Linked DNA regions of Zea mays: regions 2, 3 and 4 are each linked to region 1. The links are chromatin contacts, called in public Hi-C maps. All regions are on one chromosome and are shown on one strand. The core of a region is the stretch at or near the end of the contact, and the rest is flanking DNA. Distances in the headings are between cores, read along the strand shown. Region 1 holds the start of LOC100192964. Region 2 holds the start of LOC103635325 (formin-like protein 7). Region 3 holds the start of LOC103635321 (mucin-19). Region 4 holds the start of LOC100304074 (IAA19 - auxin-responsive Aux/IAA family member).

Region 1 (2,829 bases), core at 145-2,644:
AAAGAGATTGGCATGTGAGGCCTACAAAGCCATCCACAACTATTATACTGTTACAAAAACATCTGACACCCATACATTCACTGAGGATTGTTTACTGTATTGGGAAAGTCAATTGTGATCCCAAAAACACAGGATTCAGAGAAAAGAAGCTTGTTGATAAGGTAGAGAAATAAAACACATTTGCAACATCGGAAATCTTTCCTGATAGTAAGTGAACCAAATGCTGTGAATGCCCAAGGATGGACTTTTCTTTTAATCAAATTTTACTGTGTTCAAGTTGGAAAGTACCTGTCACCCTTCGGTTTTCTCCTCCGATCTCCTGTACTAAACTCTGCCATCCTGTACTCACAACGAACCTGCATACAGAACTCCCTCAGGAACACAGCACAAAGAACAGCCTCTAACAAAATAATGCACTTGGAGGAGTGAAACTTTACCAAAGCCTCCTTGCTGTTTACTTGCTGACCTTTGTTCTGAACCTGAAAGAGCAATCAAAGAGCATGAACTTGTTATTTGGTTACACTGAAAAGTAAATTGAAGGTACAACAAAGCAATAGAAGGTGAAGCCCCCTGGTGTTTAGTAGTCTGACAGGAAGTAAAGAACATGAGTGATTGAAATCTCCATAATTCCAAGTTCTCCAGTACATCTCAGGAATGAACATTGTGTACGTATAAACAAATAATGTGCTACTGGCAATAGGCCAGTATGGATCCTAGTGGTTTTCACACTGTTCATGCATATAGAAAATTTAAACAATAGGCAAGTCAGTTTTTCCAAATGATCCCCAATTTCACTAGGAAAAACTACTGAAGATTAGATCAAAGTCGATGTTGGTTCAGAGAATTCGACCGACCATATAGTACACGAGTAAATGGAAACCCCCTCTAAGAGGCATTTCCTCAAACACGCAGTGCACATGACTCTGGTGGACACCGAGATACACAAGTAGGATAACGGGAATCACCTCTCGCGGGCCGTAGACGGCGGCGATGACTCTGGTGTTGCCCATCTCGAACAGCGCCGACCTGCGCAGAGCAACAAACACCAGCAGAACCGATCAAAAGTGAGCACCGTACCGCCGTCCCAACCCTTATCGAATAGCTAGCTGTTCGTTTCAACCCAGTCCATCAGAGTCGGGAGAGATTCTTAACTCACCCGTCTGCGCGCGCAACGACGCCGACCTCGCCCTTGAGTTGCCGCATCTGCGTGATGTCCAGCACCGGGTGAGATAGGGCTGTTCGCGTGAACCGCGCGTAGGGGAAAGCGGGCGAGGATGCATCACCTCGTTGGGGCGGCGGCCGTCGACGCGGAAGCCGGTGAGGGGGTTCACGTACTCCATCGCCGGAATCGCCGCTGTATCTCCGTGTCCGAACGACGCGCCGCACCGAGGTGAGCGAACAAGTGAGGCGAGCGAGGGTTTTTGTTGGGTTTTCTCAGAGAAGAGAGTCGTGCTGTCCCATCGCCGTGCCCCTGGAGGCCTGCACCCGCGGTGTCCCTGTCACCCGAGCCTTTTTTTTGTCGAGCCTGAAGGCGGAAATTTGGATCTCAACTACCCAAGCCCAACTCTATTCAGAGTCCCCAAGCCCAACTCTATTCAGGTCTGTTTGGGTGTACGCTTGAATTGTGTTCATGAAAATGGAGGTCCAATTCCATAGCCAATTGTATTGGAAATGTTGTGACATCGATTAACTTGACATCGAGACACCATAAAAGAACATACACCATAAAGTCTCGTAAAGTGCTACTAAGGGACCGGGACCCACTAGGCCCTAGGGCCTCTGATGCCTTAGGGCCTCCCCTTGTCCTTAGTGCCTCTTGGGTCCCATTTGCTCCGAAGGATTCAAGTGCTCAGAACAACTCATCACTCGGAACATCGAACACTTAACACCACTTAGATGTTTGGGGGCTCTCTGCTGGTCCCAAGGTCCCTAAGAGCATCTCTAATAGCTCTCCAGAAAACGACTCCTCAAAATCAGTTTTAAGGGACATCTAAATAATTAGTGGGGGTAGATTTTAATCATTTCTCCAATAGATCCATTAAAGCGACAGATTGTTTCTGGAGAGCCAAAAAACTCCTCATTTGTAGCTACAAATGAGAGAGTTTTAAGGGCTATAAAAATGTTGGGAGCGCTTTAGGGGAACCGTTGGAGACACATTTTTGTGTTTTTTCAAAAAAATTGGATTTAGGGGAGACTTTTGGGGAGTTATTGGAGATGCTCTAAGAGCAACTCCAATAGTTATGTAAATTTTAGCTCTCTAAATCACAGATTTAAGAAGTTGCTAAATAACTTTGGGAGTAAAAAATGTGAGTTCTCCAATAGTTCTCTAAATATAGGTTGTAGTTTTGTTTTGTATCTATCCACATAAAAAAATAAAAGTCACAAATGTCATCAATTACCTTCATTATCTACATAATGCAGCAAACATTTTTGTTTAGGGAGTTGCTAAACGATTGCCAAATGTAGAGATGAAATAAGGTTAGATGAGAAGTTGTTAAATTTAGAAAGTTCATTTAGAGAACTGTTGGAGATGAGTTTTTGTGTTAACTACTTAAATTGTTGATTTAGGAAGTCTATTAGAGAACTACTGGAGTTGCTCTAAGGTCCTCACCCTCTCATTATGTGAGCGAACATGCTCTAAACCCTTTGAGACCCAAAGCCTTGTGGGAACAAGGGACTTGATGCGAACTAAGTACAATCCTGTCATAAGGCTGAAGGATGTGTCTAGACCCACTAAGGACATTACAACCCTGAGGTCGAGACCCCCAATTAAAAGGTCTTCTAATAAGTCTATAGCGGTTGTTTATTGAATAAGTATTAGGTGTGATG
Region 2 (2,834 bases), core at 180-2,679, 490 kb after region 1:
GGGTGAATTAGGACGTCTAAAACTTTCACTAAACTAGGCCACAAATAAATCCCTAGAGCAAAACCTATGCAAATAATCAAACTAGAATGTGCAAACTAGGTTTTGTCTAAGTGTTGCTATCTCTACCGCAATGGCTAAGTTTCAATCTACACTATATAAGTATAAAGACAAGATTGAAACTTAAATGCTTAATATAAATGTGGAAGCTTAAAGAGCAAGGTAGAGATGCAAACTCTCGTGGATGACACCGGTATTTTTACCGAGGTATCCGGAACCATGCAAGGTCCCGACTAATCCTCGTTGGTGCCCCTACGCAAAGGGAAGCCCATGTGAGGGCCAAGCACCTCGGTCGAGTAACTCCGTAGAGAGTCGCGGGCCTTCTCCACGCGCAAGTGGTGCTCCGCTTCCGGCTCCTCTCGGACGCTCCCCGTCGTCTCCACTATCGACCTTTTGGCTGAAAACGCCGCGGGCCTCGTTCCCTCCGGTACACGGTGGCAGCCGTGACACAAACGCGGTTGTCACGGTCTCGCAAGACTCTTGCCCCACTCCGTACAATTACAACGGCTCGCGCAAAAGCCAAGGGGTTGTGTGGTTTATCTAAACTCACTCAACTAACTAGGATTCACCTAGAGCAAGCGCTAGAGGGTCTAACTAACCTAAGCACTTCGCAAAGCACATACGCTAATTACCGAGTGATTCTATTAAGCACTTGGGTGTATGAGCTCTTGGAAATGTGAACTATGTGCCTTGGTATGTCTCTTGGGATCCCACGAATGGAAATGGCTGGTTGGGGGTGTATTTATAGCCGCCAACACAAAACTAGCCGTTGGAGAAAATATGTGCTCTCTGCGGCACACCGGACAGTCCGGTGGTTCACCGGATAGTCCGGTGCGCCTAGTCGTTGGCCTGACACCGTAGGTGACCGTTGGCGCTACAGGCTTTTTACACCGGACAGTCCGGACTTCACACCGGATAGTCCGGTGGTCTTCTCTCCATAGTGCCACTTGGAACTAGTCGTTAGGGTTCCTATTTCCTGGTGCACCGGACAGTCCGGTGTGTGGCACCGGACAGTTCGGTGCTTCTCGCACAGACAGTCCGCAGGCAACACTTCTTTCTTCTCTTGGACTTCACTTGATCTTCATAATGTCTTATTTTGAGGTGTTGCTTTCCTCAATGTCTTGGTCCAAGTTACTTTAGCATCCTGTGAACTACAAACACAAACACTAGCAAACACATTCGTTCATAGGTTGTGTTAATCATCAAACACCAAAACTCATTTAGCCAAATGGCCCGGGGTCCATTTTCCTTACAATCCCCCCTTTTGGTGATTGATGACAATACAACCAAAGCAAGCAAATATAACAAACATTTGAATAAGAATATGCAATCTACATGCTAGGATGCATGTTTGTCCCCACAATCTCTACTACTACTTATGTGTATAGTGTAGGCGTCCACACCCTCATGTTCTGCCGCTGGCGCACCCCGCCCCGCGTCCCGCCCGCGGCCGCACCTCACCCCGCGTCCTGCCGGCGGACGCACCCCGCCCGGCATCCTGCGACCTTCCTTCAACGGCGCAATCCATGCGCAATTCCCGTTCCCACCGTATCGGCCTCGCTCGCGCAATCCATGTGGCCTAACCTTCAATCAAGGCTCCGGGCAAGGTTTCCATCGTTGGCGAAGCACCAACCTCCATCCTTCTCCACGCTCTCCTGGAAGACTATCATCCATGGTTTACGGAGAAATCACGCCTCCCCAGACGTCCACCAGGGGCTACACCATGACCCCGCCCCCTCTCCCACACCGCCGGCCAGCCTCCATCGTCGATGGAAGGGCGCGATCTCCGCAATCCGCAGGCCCCTTCCCCCACAAATGCCGCCATGGATGGCGGGTGCAGCGGATTTCGCCTCCATCCCGCTTGGCCCCCTCCGCGCACAGCCAGCCGCATGCCCGCGCATGGCGGATCCGCCTCCCCCTCCGCCAACGAGCATGCGCCAGCACCCGATCCTCGCTCGCTCAGCCATGCCCTCGCTCGGTCCCCTCCGCGCACGCGCAAACCACCGTTCCCCCGCCCGCTCCACTGATCCCCATCCCCCTCAGATCCTCCCTGCAAATCAAATCCCCATGCCCGCAGCGCCTCGCCTCGGCTGCTCTACCTCTATCCCGCGACCCGCGAGATTGGAATCGCGGAGCCCCGCCGCCCTCCTCCAAAACGGCATCGTCTCTGCTCGGGGTCACCTTTCCTCCCTCTCACTTCCTCTTCTTCATTTAGGTGTGTTAGTTAAGCAGAGGAGGTGGCTTTGCTTGTTGCTCGTGTTTCTGCGTGGATGCGTCCAGGGGTTTAGCAAGTCGCTGGCCATGACGGTGCTCTTCGAGATCAGGGACAAGACCTTCTTCGCCGTCGCGGTACGCCTCCTGCCTCCATCCCCCTCACGTCACGTCGCCTGCTCTTTGTCCTGTCCTTCTGCTTGCTTTCCCTGTCTCTCCTTGCGTGCGTCGTTGTCCCGTGTAACTGCGTAGACGGGTCGGGTGCACTCCCGCCAGGTGTTCGGTGGTATGCCGCCGCGGCGTTCCTCTTTGCTCGGCTTTTGGGTGCGACCGTGGGAGGTAAATTTGTTAGGACGACAATTGGCGGTGGTTCGATCCCGTCACAGCATCGTGCGGTAGCTGCAGAAGTGCAGATTCGCTGGTGGAGCGAACAGGTGAAGCGCCTTGGAGTCGAATTCATGGTTCGATTCGCTTCAGTTTCTACTGCTGCTGAGCTGAGATGACTTCTTTTTATTAATTTTTTAAGTAGTGACAAGTTGTTTGCTGTAGATTGGGAGCTCGGATTT
Region 3 (2,701 bases), core at 141-2,640, 280 kb after region 1:
CGGAGGCGGCGAGGACGAGGCCCCCCGATCATCCTCACCGCCAGCGCCGTAGATGGCGGCCAGGACGCCGATGGCGCACTCCCGGCCGCGGCCGGCCATGCCCTCCACCGCGCGCGCCAGCACCGGCGCGGCCAGGGCCTCCCTGCGCACCGCGGGGGCGCCGCCGGGGGCCGTGCACAGCAGCTCGAGCGCGGCCAGCGCCCGCTCGGCCGTGGCCCCCGCCGGCCCGGACGCCGCCACCGCCTCCACGGCAGCCGACGCCGCGCCGGCCTCCACCGCCGCCTCCCGGTTCCCCTCCTCCAGCAGCACGGCGAGCAGCGCCTTGGCGGCCAGCCGCGCCGGCGCCGTCAACGGCTCCCGCACCGCCGCGACCACCCCGGCCACCACCCCCGCCGGCACCGGCCTCGCCGCGGCCTCCATCTCCCGCTCCACCGCCCGCAGCGCCGCCACCACCTCCCCCGCCGCGAACTTCTCCTCCGCGCCCAGCAGCGCGTCCCCCCCGCTCGAGGACGCCGACGCCGGCGCCTGCGACTGCTGCGGGTGGTGCACCGGCAGCCTCCACTGCGTGAAGCTCTGCGACGCGGACGAGGACGACGAGGAGGAGGACGACGACGGCCCGACGTTCCGCTGCGCCCGCTGGTGGTGCGGCTGCCGCTGCGGAGGCGGTGGCGTGGACGACGCCGCCGCCGCAGCCTCCACCGTCACCGGCAACGCGGTCGACGCCTCGGCGCAGGGCGTGCCCGAGCCGCCGCCACCGCTCCCCGACACCACATTGTTGTTGGGCGTCGCCGTCGGGCTCAGCGCAGGGTGCGTGCAGGTGCTGAAGATGCCGCAGGAGAAGAGCGCACGCGGCGACGCCTTGAGCCTCGCCGCGCCTCCGCCCCCGGCCCCGGCTCCTCCTGTCTGCGCCGCGCGACTCATCTCAAGGTCGCCGCCACGCTGAGCTGATCCACCGACCCCGAGTGAATTGAATGCTCTGTGCCGCGGCTCTGATTGCCCGCGCGCGCAGCCGAGCGGATCCGCATGCGCAGTCAGCCACTCAAGCCCAGCTGCCGCCCTCCCTGTGGCTCGTTTAAGTAGGTAGCACAGCACGTGTACGGCGGCGGTGGCCTTTAACTGGCGCAGTAAAAAGAAGAACGCGGGAGCGACTGAGCGGCGAGCGACAGGAACAGTGCGACGAGCTTAAGCGGGAAACGTTTTACTGGGATCAAAAGGGAGGGGGACAAGCAAAGCGATGAGCAAGGCTGCCGCCGGGCTCAGGGTACCATATGGGGCAAGCATGCCCGTGGCATGTGCGGCACCGTCCTTGGGCAGCTGCCTGCGACTGCGATCGCTGCCTGCCTCATGAATCTTACAGCCAGATGGGGACGCCAGAGAGCAGAGGGAGTCGAGTCGAGTCGGAGTGGGTGGGTGGGTGGGTGCTCCTCTGTCCGGCGCCTCGTCCCGGACGCCCCCGCTGATAGCGATCCGTGCCTGCGCGGGTGTACGGCCGCACGATCCCGATCGCTCCGACCACCACTCATCCACCTCACATCCATCGCCCGCTGCATTATTGGTCTTGCACTGGGGTGATCGATCGGGTGCGGAGGAAGAAGAATCGTTTCGTTTGGTGGGAAGAACAGCATGTTAACAGCACGGAAGGGGATAGAAAGGAAGTAGAAGACAGCAACGTGGAGGAGGCGAAAGGAGTAGCGAGGAACACAAAGCTATTGTTCTCCTCTGATGGGGAATGGGAGGCATTTCTGATGGGGAAGAGGGGATAGAGGTTGAGCTAACACGTCAGAGGAAGATGAGCAGGCTCATGCAGCGCTTTACAGAACACTAGCGGGCGGTAAAATGGAAGCAACGTGACTAAGGTAGTGTTTGGTTACTAGGGACTAATTTTTAGTCCCTACATTTCATTACACTTTAGTTTATAAATTGCAAAATATGGAAACTATAACTCTATTTTAGTTTCCATATTTGACAATTTAGTGACTAAAGTGGAATAAATTGGAGGGACTAAAAATTAGTCTCTAAAACCAAACACCACATAAGTGTTGGGCGATTGCTTGGTTTTGATTTAATCCAAAAAATAAAGAATAACCATGACGACATGCTTAAACAAAAAAAACGAATCAGTATTATACAATATCTAAACATGCATAGGCACCATAACAATTACGATTAAGACCGACTTGCACTAACAAACTAAACAGTATGCTTAAGAAGAGATGGTTGTGTGTTTCTTTCTTGATGACGGTCCGGTAGACACTATCTGTTCTTGACGACGACGTGAAACACCCAAACAACAAGGAGAAAGAAAAAGCCATGATGACAGAGTTGACATGACTATTGGTAGACGAGACCATGCAGCAGCTGGTATTAATGCCCTCTACAAGCATGTGATAGCTGCAACTGCAACCGATACTGATGCTTGCGTCGGTATTGGTCCTGAAGCAGCCGGCCCTCGTTAGGGGTGAAAACGGGCAGGGTATTCGAAACGGGTATAGGATATGGGTACTGATTCGGGAATATTTTTTGGATACGGGTACGAGTATTTTTATATTCGGGACGGATACGTGTAATACCCGGATAGTATAGCTTCGGATTCGGGTCGGATACGGGTACCCGAAATTCGGGTACCGTTTTTTCTTTTTCTGTATAATAATATAGTTATAAAATCATAACTTTTACATATGAAATCGGATGAAGATAAAGT
Region 4 (2,700 bases), core at 133-2,632, 350 kb after region 1:
TGAGGTCCACCTTCCTTAGGTATGGGGCTCCATCCATGCTGACCTTGACATAACAGCATCCCGCCTCACTCCTACCTTCATCTCCCCCATTTGTCTTTGTGGCACTGGCAGCTAGGGTATTCTTCCGGTAGCTCCTAACAGGCGGCCATCCAACAACTTGTGCCCTGTCCATGGCACTAAAAGCTATCATGAAAAGGTCTCTGCTCAACAGAACTAAAAAAGACTCATTTGGGTGCATTTTGTCTAGACCTCCGGGATACTCCCTAGATGCACATGCACTTATCCCCTACATGGTACAGAATCTGGTTGCTTCTAATCCCAAACAAACTTCTTTATGGCCTGTGACAATTCCATCAGAAGTGGCTCTATAACTTGAACTTGGAACCACGCCGTTTAAATATCAGTGGCGACAGTTACAAGGGAAAACGAAAGCCTTTTTGGTAAAAGAGACTACCATATCGATGCTGGTCCTGATGGTGTCCAGCTAGTCGGCCTAGTCCAACGTTAGGAATACGATACCATGCTATACTGTATTTGCTTGCTATAAAAGCGGGCGTACACTTTCTTTTTATTCTCTAAGCAATTGAAGAACAGCAGGAATTTTGCTCCTCGTCTTGCGTTTATGTGCTTAGGTTCCAATCAATTTTACTCCTAATTGCCACCCGCAATGAATCATCACTAGTCATGTTATTAGTACAACGCAACGAGCTACTACTACTACTACCATCGCATACGTCCTCCCACAGCGAGGAAAAGCAAAAGCTGGGTCCCTACGTACGACGAGCCAATACCAATTAACCGCAGCACGCACTTACTTGGCAGCGGGCGGAGCTCCGGCAGCAGCTCCAGCTACCCGCGTGACGCCCCCAGCAGCGTCATCCGCGGCAACGCCGTCCAGCTTCGCGGACCGGTCGAGGGAGTCGGCGAACCCGCGCTTGGCGCTGCCCCTGGGAGGCGCGGGGCCGGGGCCGGGGCCGAGGGTGAGCGCGGCGTCGACGTGGGCGCGGGCGTGCTCCGTGTCCGCGCCGCGGCCGGGGGAGTCGTCGGACCCCGGAAGCCCGAGCCGCAGCGCGAGGTGGGGCCCCGCGCCCTCGCGGCCGGAGGAGCAGCACGACGAGCAGCACGACGAGGTGGCGCCGGCGCCGAGGTAGTCGCGCGGCTCGAGGAGCGGCGGCGGCGGCGGCATCGGAGGCGAGGAAGGGAGGGGACAGAGGGCGAGTGCCTGGGGTTGAGGAGACTCGGTGGGGAAGCAGAAGCACAAGAGGAGAGGGCCGAGGTGAGTCCTTTTTGTTCGTTCGAGCTGAGCAGAGGAATGGTGGAGGTAGCCGAGAGGAGGATAAGTAGAGGGCACACCATGGTCCGTGGATGGCATAGACGTGTGTGAGTGTGACAGTGACAAGTGGCCGACCGGCCGCGGGCAAGCGCTTTCTGCCCTCCAGTTCCAGTCTCGGGCCGTGTGGTTTCGCCGGGCACAGCCGCACAGGAATTGGATGCCGGGCCGGGCAGGGCAGACATGGAACGACCGTTTCGCCCTTTGGCCTGTTTTTTTGTTTTTGTTTTGCAAGTCAAAAGTTGAGCCACCAACCATGGATCGATTCGAAGGAGCAGCTGTTGCCGTCAAAAGCAGAGCGCACGCACACTGACTGGCAGAGGACACAAGAGTAGTGCTAGTAAAATGTTTCTTTTGGCAGCGACAGGATCTCGGCGAGGATCTCCCTTTTCGGTTTTTTTATATGCAGCAGTACACCGGACAGCTGCAATGCCAACCGCCCGGCCGGCGCCGCTCCGGCAAGCTGGAAATGGGCCTCTGGTCTGGTCCCACAACCGCAGTCCAGAGTCCAGAGCGAGGGAAGTCGCAGCCTCTACCCTCTAGTGGCGGCCGCGGCGCGAGGTCGTACTGTCTCCGAATCGAATCGACCGCTCCACCAGACACACGAGGTGGACGTGCGCAGCGGCTGGTGGCTGCCCCTGCCGCTGTCTGTCTGTCTCTCTCTCTCCTGCCGTGTGCCGTGCCATCTCCCCTCTTCCGTGCCGGGCTGCGGGAGCCGGGAGGCGCCGAGCGAGCCAGCCAGGCTGCCAGGAGACGCGCGCACGGCACGGCGCGCCGCCCGCCTGCCCTGTCTTGGGCGAACCTGGCCCGGATTTCGTGGCGACTTTACCGGACGGTGGCGCCCGCCTCCCCAGTTTGGCCGTGCTGCATCCGCAGATGCAAATCGTCGTTGGAACTCATCAACACCTGTAACTTTCGAGGCGAAGCGAAGCATCATTTGTACTACTACGTGCGGGGCAGCCGGGCACTAGCTAGTCGCTGCGATTATTATGATGTCCCGTTCAGGTATCATCATCGTCAGTCTGATGGGACACACAGCGCGCAGGTATTCGACGCAATGGGCGGCTCGGAATTGATGGCGCTGGTGTCGTCGTCGTCGTCTTCGGCGCGACAATACCTGCGCTGCGCTGCGCAGCGCAGGCAGCCATGCACGCACCACCGGCAGTGCCAGCAAACCACCACCACTGCTGTAGCCTGTAGGAAGGAGTAGGCAGAAGTATTAATTCTGCGGCGCTACCTACGCTTCCATGCGTGCATCATCACCGCTCACCTCGCCATCATGCCAGGGTTGGTGATGATGCAAAAGAGCACCCACATCTACTACTACTACTCGCCGCCTGCTCGCCCGTGCTAGTGCTAGCACACTCTGG

What was found. A called contact is a pair of places that touch in the nucleus more often than the background predicts.
Region 2: a contact with region 1 is called in a Hi-C map of endosperm, with 4 times the contacts expected there. The contact joins the promoter of LOC103635325 here to the promoter of LOC100192964 in region 1. A contact is called at or near these places in 2 of 25 Hi-C or Micro-C datasets (endosperm and tassel).
Region 3: a contact with region 1 is called in a Hi-C map of ear, with 2.1 times the contacts expected there. The contact joins the promoter of LOC103635321 here to the promoter of LOC100192964 in region 1. A contact is called at or near these places in 3 of 25 Hi-C or Micro-C datasets (ear, endosperm and tassel).
Region 4: a contact with region 1 is called in a Hi-C map of leaf, with 2.5 times the contacts expected there. The contact joins the promoter of LOC100304074 here to the promoter of LOC100192964 in region 1. A contact is called at or near these places in 3 of 25 Hi-C or Micro-C datasets (leaf and tassel).

Annotation. Positions count from the first base shown.
Region 1 is chr8:69,004,833-69,007,661 of Zm-B73-REFERENCE-NAM-5.0, forward strand. LOC100192964 reads right to left here and starts at 1,395. Exons shown (of 11, transcript NM_001138140.1): 1 at 1,284-1,395; 2 at 1,157-1,203; 3 at 966-1,026; 4 at 438-479; 5 at 289-356. The coding sequence starts at 1,340.
Region 2 is chr8:69,490,422-69,493,255 of Zm-B73-REFERENCE-NAM-5.0, forward strand. It overlaps LOC103635325 (formin-like protein 7), which reads left to right and starts at 1,430. Exons shown (of 11, transcript XM_035961701.1): 1 at 1,430-2,406. The coding sequence starts at 1,465.
Region 3 is chr8:69,279,845-69,282,545 of Zm-B73-REFERENCE-NAM-5.0, forward strand. LOC103635321 (mucin-19) reads right to left here and starts at 1,391. Exons shown (of 1, transcript XM_008657804.3): 1 at 1-1,391. The coding sequence starts at 921.
Region 4 is chr8:69,354,632-69,357,331 of Zm-B73-REFERENCE-NAM-5.0, forward strand. It overlaps LOC100304074 (IAA19 - auxin-responsive Aux/IAA family member), which reads right to left and starts at 1,383. Exons shown (of 5, transcript NM_001165576.2): 1 at 816-1,383; 2 at 1-164. The coding sequence starts at 1,372.